Linked DNA regions of Sus scrofa: all the other regions are linked to region 3. A link is a contact called in public Hi-C and promoter capture Hi-C data. All regions are on one chromosome and are shown on one strand. The core of a region is the stretch at or near the end of the contact, and the rest is flanking DNA. Distances in the headings are between cores, read along the strand shown. Region 1 has its middle 36 kb from the start of MAL2. Region 2 has its middle 36 kb from the start of NOV. Region 3 holds the start of TAF2 (transcription initiation factor TFIID subunit 2).

Region 1 (2,816 bases), core at 104-2,603, 400 kb after region 3:
TCCTCTGTTGATTTTACTCAGGAAAACTCCCTGTTGGGAAAACCATGGGAAGACACTTTTCATATGCAAATAAGATCATCATTCAATAAAAATGGTCTAATTTAGTAGAGACGAACATGTTAAATATTATCCATCCTCCCATGGGGTTTCTTAGGAATCAAATCATTTCCCTTTGGTTTATAAACTCAAATGGATTTGAAGGCAAATGTAATCTGGAAGGTTCTGTTTCATTTACATTTAGCTCATTACCATGGTATTCTTTTACAATGGTTTGAAGTTTAAGAAAACTCTTGAGACTTATTTATTAAAAAAAAACACAACTACTTAACTTTTAAAAACACTTTTAGCTTTTTGTTCTTAAGAACAGGAAATTATGGTCTTTATAAATTCAAATAAACAACAAAGCTTGATGCCGGAGTTCAGTTTGCAACATAAAAAGTGATGGTGCTTGTGTAAGTTTCAAACTAGGCAAATAGATTCACACATCCACACTCTAATGAGAAAATCTGACTTTGGTAAAATGAGCAATGGTGTCTTCTACCGAGAGTAGAAAACTACAGCGTTTATCAAGATGCAAGAGTTTCACTCTGCATATTTCCCCGCTTCACCTCAGTTCAGTGAGTTATTGAATTTCAGAGATTCCAGAAATACCAGACCTTCAGAAGAAAAGTATCAAGTCATAAACCGACAGTGTTTGAAGAGACTTTATAAAAGGTTATTTTATTGGTTGAGACATTCAGGGTTGCAAATGGCAGGTAATCCACCCAGACTGGTTTTAAACAAAAGAAGAAATTAATTGGTTGATGAGACTGAAAAAGCCAGAGGGAAAGGGGGTTTCAGGCAGCGGTGAATTTAGAGACTCCAACGATGGCTTCAGAATTCTGTGTCCTTCCACCTCCAAGCTGTGGCTTCCTCTCTCTTGGCTTCATGTGATAGCAAGGTGGCTTTAAGTAGCTTGAAGCGACATGATCCTAGGCTCCACTGAGGTCCAATGGGGAATTACAAAGACACACATATTCCCCTTTCTCAGTAGTTGTCTGAAAACTCCCCAGATCTCTGACTGGGTCAGCAATTCCTTTCTGAGCCAGTCACTGTGCTTGAAGATTGTGCTTCTCTGATTAGCCTGTTCCAGTTGTTTGTGATCTGTGGAACTAGGGATCTGAGTGAATTTTGCTTGAACTACAGGGATGGAAACCGGGAGGTGAGAGTCCAGAGGAAAACTAGATAGTCAAATAAACTATCCAACAAACAAACAGAGCCAAATAAAAATATCCCCCATCGAACCTCCTATCCCCATGCATCTGATGTTTGAATCCCGTGAACTGGGAAGGTGGAGTAGCAGCCTGGATCAAAGTCCTCCCCTGGGTGATGGGGCCAAGTCCCTTCACTTCCCCGCACCTCAGTATCCTGTTTCTAAAAGGAGGGGATTGAACTAGATGCTCTCTCTGAATTTTCTTCCAGCTCTGAAATGGTAATGACCCCCAAGCTTGCCAAATGAGAATGGGAAGATTCTTCTAGCCTAGGATTTCATGGAAAAGAAAACGGAAGCAGGCCCAGGTGCAGGACAGAAAAGGGAGCCAGCAGACCCTGGGCCATAGAACAAAGGAAGCAAAGAGAATGCCCAGGGGAGCAGGGTCAACTCCAGGACAAGACATCTCTCTGTAAGCTCAGGAGCACCCTCCAGGCCCCGCTAAGTACTCTGGGAGCGAGCGCACTCGAGCAGTGGTGATAGTTGCCATAGAGAGGGATAAATAGACTGTTGTTTAGTGCAATAACTTGCTATCTGCCAGAAAGTTTCACACTCAAAATAAATATTATATATGGCTCTCATCAGCAGTGCCTAATACGGAAAGGAAAAAAATATGTATATTTTTGGAAGTGTTTTAATGAAGTGCTATAATTCTAGATGTACATAATTTCTCAAATAAAATCCTTGATGTCATATGTGTTTTGGAACCCAATTTAAAAAAAAAATTTAAAAAGCAAACACAGAATGTGTGCCATATATTATGTTACCAAAAGTGGGATAGAGTGCAGCACCTTATAATCATCTATATCAATATTTCTGCAGTAAAACATATCATCAATGTTCACACTGAGAGATAAATAATGAATAACAATAGTTTCCCATTAGGTCAAGTCATATTAAAAAAATACAGAGGTTTTTTTTACATTTCAGAGTTATGGATAACAAACTACAAATAACCAGAGCTGATTGAGATCACTTTGGATAAGATAAAGAGGTGGAATCAGGAATATTAATGAATAAATCAAATTTTTTTTCCTTTATTAACATCAAGGACATAAAAGTTACATCATTTTCTTTTTCTTCTGTGCCTAGTCTCCAGGAAGCATTCAATAACTATTTGTGAAATAAATACTTGCCATTTTTGGACCCTTGGCCGTGTTCTGACCATTGCCCCAACCTCTCTACTGAATGAGCCACATCAAGGCCATGCCCTTACAGCACTGGACAAGCTGATCAATTTCCCTGGGTCTTCCTTTCATCGACTTGTGTCCAGCCATATTGTATCTAAATCTCTGGCTAGTCCTCCTCAATTTCTTTCTTGGGCTATTTTTCTTCCACCCATCCTTATGTGTTGGTATTTCTCTTCCTTTTTTTCTTCTGCATGTTTCTCAACGTTGAGCTAACAGATCATGTAAGTAAGGCATCACCTACCGCTTGGATGCTCATATCTCCAAAACTGTGTCTCTAGCATATATGGTTCTTCTGAGATCAGAACCTTCAGTTGAGAAGGCATTTCTAAATTCAAATGTGCTAATGAGTTTCAGTAGAAACTCTGCACCCCTCCCAG
Region 2 (2,700 bases), core at 69-2,568, 300 kb after region 3:
TCATTTTTATGTATTCATTTATATATATATATATATATATATATTTTTTTTTTTTTTTTTGGCTGTGGCAGGCATCAGCTTGATGTGTGATCTCACTGAACCCAGGCCACAATGGTGAAAGCACCAAGTCTTAAACACTAGACCCCCAGGGAACTCCCCTAAAGTGTTACTTTAAAGCATTTTCTGGGTAAAAATAAAGGACATCTATGGGATGGGTACAGCCTATGGGAAATCATGGTGTGACTTCCAAGGGGAGACAGATAATGAGGATTAGTGATCGTAAAGCAATTTGATGGGTATTATGACAAGGGAGGTCTGGGGGCTTTGCAAGCAGAGACAAGACACTCATCTAGATAAAGGGAGTCAGAATCAACTTTCTGGAGGAGGTGACGTGTATAAACTGTGTCTTCACAGTCCTGGCTTTTAGAGGGAGGTGCAGAGTGGGAGTTCTTGGGCGCACGGCCAGAGGCAGGGATGTGTGTAAAGTAGGATTTGCTGGGATAACTGCAAGTGATTTACTTTTTTTGTGTGTGTGTCTTTTTTCAGGGCTGCATCTGCTGCATCTGGAAGTTCTCAGCCTAGGAGTCAAATCAGAGCTGCCCCTGCTGGCCTACACCACAGCCACAGCAATGCCAGATCTTAGTCGTGTCTGAAACCTACACCACGCACCCACTGAGCCAGGTCAGGGGTCAAAACCGCATTGTCATGGATACCAGGCAGGTTCTGAACCCACTGAGCCACAGTGGGACCTCCCGGAAGTGACTTAGAGGGACTGAAGCACTGCACAGGCATTAGAGGGTCTTGAGGGAGGAAGCTTGAGAAATAAGTTGCCAGATCACAAAGAGCCTTGAGCATCTGGCTGAGGATATTGCATTTTAGTCTACGTTTTTGGGTAAGGTTAACTAGAGAATTCCCATTATCAGACTTGAAGCTTATATACACTATACTGATGGGAAAAGGACAAAGGGCTAGTTTTGTGTTTCCTTAGAGGCTCTTTCATTGATCTGGGTGAGAGAGAATGAGTGTCTGAATTATACCAGTGGCAAGAGACATTTAGAAGAGAGATCCAAGCAATATTAGCCTCGAAGGGACTTGATGAGAAAAGTGAAGAAGAGTGATGTGTCCCCAGGTTTCTGGCTTGGGGCACTGAGCTGATGGTGCCCCCAAATGAAGGGACAGGGTGCAGGAGGAGTAGGTTTTGGGCTTGAAGCTAAGGAGCTTAGTTTTGGACAGGCTGAGTTTGGGGTGAACAGGCAGAAGCTTACTGAGCATTTTATCTAGAGAACTGGGGCTTAGCAGTGAGCTCCTGGCACATGATAAAGATGTGGGTTTCTCGGCACCATTTGCTGATAAAGGCAGGGAAGTGAGTGCATGTGATCTGCCTAAGGAGGGAGGGTTGAAACCTGGTGAGCACCTCCACAAGGGAAGCTAGGTCAAAGTGGAGGCATCTAAAAGGAGCAGTCATAGAGGTTGCAGGAAAACCAGGAGTGAGACCCTGCTAATGGGCCACAGAGACTCAGGGAGGAAGAGGGCTGCAGGGCCAAATGCTGCTGAAAAGGCTAATATACTGAGATTGGGAAATATTTGCCTATCGGACTTAGTATCAGGATGGACATAGTTGATCTTGGCAATGGCAACGTAAGGGATGGAGGGAGAAGAACCTGGCTGAAAACTGAGGAAAGTCAATGGAATTTAACACTGGAAACGGTGGGCATTGAATATTCTTTTTTCAAGTAGTTTGGCTATAAAGGGAATGAGAGGTAGAAGGTGATATAGAAAGAACTGTATATGGTGAAGGGAGTAATTTTTAGACCTGAAAGAAGCTTAGAAATGCTTGTGTGTTAAGCATTTACACACAAAAAAGCTGATACAAATGGGGCGGGGGGACTCAGCTGCTGAGCAGAGTGGTCCAGGATGGGTGACCAGGTGGTCCTGCTACGATGTTTCATCCTCAGTCTATCGTCCCTCTTGTGCTTTGGTCATCTTGCTTTGTGCTTTTCTCTCAGCCTCTGTTTCTCGCCTTCTTTGGTTCTCATGACACATTTGCTGGTATCGTCAGGCAATTTCTCTGGTTGTGGGGGTGTCTAGGAGTCCAGGCAGACACCGCTCTATATTTCCATACACCGGACCGATCCTTATAAACGAAGAACAAACAGAATTTACATCAAGTGAATCTGTAGACCTTTTAATAAAAGAATATTAAGAACTTTCTATTTTTCCAGAGACATAAAGTCAATAAATACAGTTAGAGATCCAGTCATAGTTTACCGATTACCTGGCAAGGGGAGCCTGAAACATGCTCCCTGGCTGCCATTCTTACTTTAATTAAATTGCAAATTGAAGTGTAAATTCTAGGTCCCATTTTTCTAAGTGGCTGGGTTCGCTCAAGGAAGAAGAAAGCAGAGAAGCACATGATTTGGTCAGGGATTGAGAGCTGATTCACTGACTTCCATCATGATTTAAAAAATTCTTTTCCCCTTTTTACGGCCGCTTTCACAGTATATGAAAGTTCCCAGGCCAGGCACTGAATCAGCCACAGCTGTGACCTGCACTGCAGCTGCAGCAATCTCAGCTCTTTTAACCCACTGCACCAGGCCAGGGATTGCAAACCCACACCTCCACAGAGACCCAAGCCACTGCAGTCAGATTCTTAACCCACTGTGCCACAGCGGGAACTCCTCCATCATCATTATTATTATT
Region 3 (2,700 bases), core at 46-2,545:
AAAGTTTTCAAAGAACTGAGTAGTAACAGTTTCCTAGAAGAGAATTATTCACTTAAATATCATTTCTCAAGAGAGTTCCCCTCTACTTTTAACCTTCCACCAAAACAGGAAGTCACATGATGCTATCAGTTATCTAAATTAGTTGTTTGTATTGATGAAATTGGCTTGACAATTGCTCCTGTTCACCTGGCTGATGTAGATGTGCTCTTTGGGAGGAAAGTTTGTATACTACCTTTCTGCTTCTTTTTCTCTCATTCTTTCCTTAACCCAATGACATCTCTTTAATCCAGTTGGAGAAAAAGCATCTATCTCTCTAAATATTCTTCATCTTCCATGCAAAATGGTATTAAAGTTTATAATTCAAGAAGACCCAGTTAAAAAAAATTATTTGAGTATAGTTGCCTTATAAGAAGACACATTTTAATACTAATCTATGTAAAAAATACTAACTGTAGTTTATAATCTTATAATAAAGGATACTCACACAGGTAATACTCACTAAAAAACTACAAGTAATTCTTAGCTGGTTCTGGAATGCCTGATAAAGTTCCTTTACATCTTTATTTTCCTAGTATGTTTTCATTTAGACCAAAATTCAAATTAATTTTAATTTACCTAATGAACTTGTTCCCAGGACAGCTGGAAGGGGTAGACCAGGGTTTAATCTGTTCCACAAGTTTAAAAAAAAATGTTGAGGAGTTATCCACAACTAGCTAAAATTTAACTGTTATTGGAACTTAACAGCTGTACAAACATGAAATGCAAATACGATGGCTTCAAAATATTTGTCCGTTCAAAAAATTCTTCTGCATCTATATAATCCACTTGTTTTTTTAATAAATGCTGAGGCAGCAGTGCCTAGTAAACACTCTGGAATTTGAGTTAAGACTACTTGGTCTAATCAAGTATTTTACAGCTTAAATTACGGAGGCCCAGGAGTTAACAGTGTCTGTTCACACAGCAAACCACAGGCACATCTCTCCTCCTGGTTTCCTATCCCCCTCCCACCCCAACCCTGCCCCGGTTATTAGCTCCCAGCCCGACTCTTCACAAACCTTGTCCCCATACTTTACAGTACGCTTATGCTACGTCTTTTGTCTTATAAAATTCAGTGTTTCCTCCTTTCCTTCCTGCTCTTCTTCCCCCCGCCCCCACCAAATCTCTGACTCGCTTTTTTCAACAGTTTTCACCCACAGTTAACTCACGGAAATGGAAACACAAACACGCTTGTACTCCGGCGTAAGCCCCGCCCACTAACAAAACTTCCGGCCCGGTCCTCACCTCCGTCCCACTTCCGCTGACGTCGAAGTTCAGAGGTGACAAGATGTCGGCTGATCCGCACCGTGGGTGGTTTCTGTGAGGAGCGTCTCCGCGGCAGAAGCTTAGCAGAGACTCCTGAAGGACCCCTGATCGCTGGAGCAAGTTGGAGGCGTCGGCGGCAGAGGATCGGGCAGGGCCGGGCGTGGGTGCCTAGGGAGCCCCGGCAGTAGGGCATGGCTTTTGGGAGCGTGGGGAAGCGGCGAGTGTCAGGTCCCGCAGACCGGTAATGTTCCACCGCACCCTGGGAAGCCGGGAAGCCGAGCTCCGCAGGATCCCTTCATGCCGCCGACTGGTTTGGAGCCCGCCAGAATGAACAGGAAGAAAGGAGACAAGGGCTTTGAAAGCCCAAGGCCATATAAGCTATAAGTATTTTTTCATTCCCTTTTCTTCTTTTGGTTTTCATTATATTTTGTGATTGCTTGAAACTGACCTAGTGGGCCTGGGAAACCTTGCGGGAAGCAAGAAGCCACTCACGGTGATGGAAATGGTGTTTGTAGGGCGAAAATGTTTTGATAGTGTGATTCAGCAGATTTATTGCCCTTTTCAGGTTAATAAACCTTTTTCTTAAAGTGCTAAGCTGCATTTTTGTCTAACGAAATTTGTTTTCGGGTCTGTTGGCAAATTTAAAAAGAGCAAGTTAACCCAATTTCTGGGATTTTAACATGTAAGTTAAGTGTGCTTTAGAGCTGCTTAGAACATAGTTCTTGTTTATAATTGGATAGAATTGTGCACTATTTAATAATCGAAATATTTTCTTTGTTTTTCAATATACAACCCATCAGGTCGTCTGCATCAACAACATAAACTTCCAGAGAAAATCTGTTGTGGTAAGTGTATTCTTAACAATTGTAAGCAAAAACAAGTCCATCCTTTACAGTATACTTAAGGAACTTTCCTTTCCAGGTAACTGTATTTTGAGAATAAGAATTAGAATTAGGATCTGTGTGCCTCCAAGGGCCATGGCTTTGTTAGTGTTCTGGCTGCCTCCTCAATTCTTTTTTTTTTTTCCTCCTCCCTATTTCCTAATTACAGTTTTACTTGTTTTAATCCGTTGTTCAATATAAGTCTGTATCACCAAACATTTTAAAATTGTGTATGAAACAAGAATAAGTCCACAGTGAGTTTTCTACGAGAAAATTAATTAAGGTAAAGACACACAGTGACTCATTAACTTGGCTTTTAAGGGCCCCTTTTATTTCTTGGTTCTTGGCTGACTTTGTTTAGGTGGCATTGGTTTGTAGTAAAGTTTTAAGTAATGTTTTTGAAATCTAGTAACCATCCCCCCCTTTCAATGTAGATATATGGATTGCTGATATATCCATTCTACAAGACTCCTTGATAACCCAAGTAATTAATTTCCTCTCAGGGGGAATCTGTTTT

The links. Promoter capture Hi-C pulls out the DNA fragments that hold promoters and counts their contacts. A called contact is a pair of places that touch in the nucleus more often than the background predicts.
Region 1: a contact with region 3 is called in a Hi-C map of omental adipose tissue, with 6 times the contacts expected there. The contact joins the enhancer-like site here to the promoter of TAF2 in region 3. A contact is called at or near these places in 3 of 5 promoter capture datasets (fetal liver, fetal skeletal muscle and liver) and 6 of 47 Hi-C or Micro-C datasets (embryonic fibroblasts, fetal heart ventricle, mesenteric adipose tissue and 3 more).
Region 2: a contact with region 3 is called in a promoter capture Hi-C map of fetal liver, with 2.1 times the contacts expected there. The contact joins the enhancer-like site here to the promoter of TAF2 in region 3. A contact is called at or near these places in 2 of 5 promoter capture datasets (fetal liver and liver), 14 of 47 Hi-C or Micro-C datasets (alveolar macrophages, brain, embryonic fibroblasts and 8 more) and 1 of 2 datasets of contacts at active chromatin or transcription factors (skeletal muscle).

Annotation. Positions count from the first base shown.
Region 1 is chr4:19,580,433-19,583,248 of Sscrofa11.1, forward strand. No RefSeq gene overlaps it. Among named protein-coding and RNA genes, the nearest start is that of MAL2, 36 kb to the right of the region's middle. Within about 2 kb of position 1,354, at least 4 of the 83 cell types and tissues checked have an H3K27ac peak or open chromatin away from gene starts, as enhancers often do. A contact at or near this core is called in fetal skeletal muscle and omental adipose tissue, where this site is marked.
Region 2 is chr4:19,477,158-19,479,857 of Sscrofa11.1, forward strand. No RefSeq gene overlaps it. Among named protein-coding and RNA genes, the nearest start is that of NOV, 36 kb to the right of the region's middle. Within about 2 kb of position 1,319, at least 2 of the 83 cell types and tissues checked have an H3K27ac peak or open chromatin away from gene starts, as enhancers often do. A contact at or near this core is called in fetal liver, where this site is marked.
Region 3 is chr4:19,178,920-19,181,619 of Sscrofa11.1, forward strand. It overlaps TAF2 (transcription initiation factor TFIID subunit 2), which reads left to right and starts at 1,296. Exons shown (of 26, transcript XM_021090551.1): 1 at 1,296-1,682; 2 at 2,093-2,147. The coding sequence starts at 1,600. DEPTOR (DEP domain-containing mTOR-interacting protein) reads right to left here and starts at 1,212. Exons shown (of 12, transcript XM_021090558.1): 1 at 1,056-1,212; 2 at 616-665. DSCC1 (sister chromatid cohesion protein DCC1) reads left to right here. Exons shown (of 9, transcript XM_021090559.1): 9 at 1-1,083.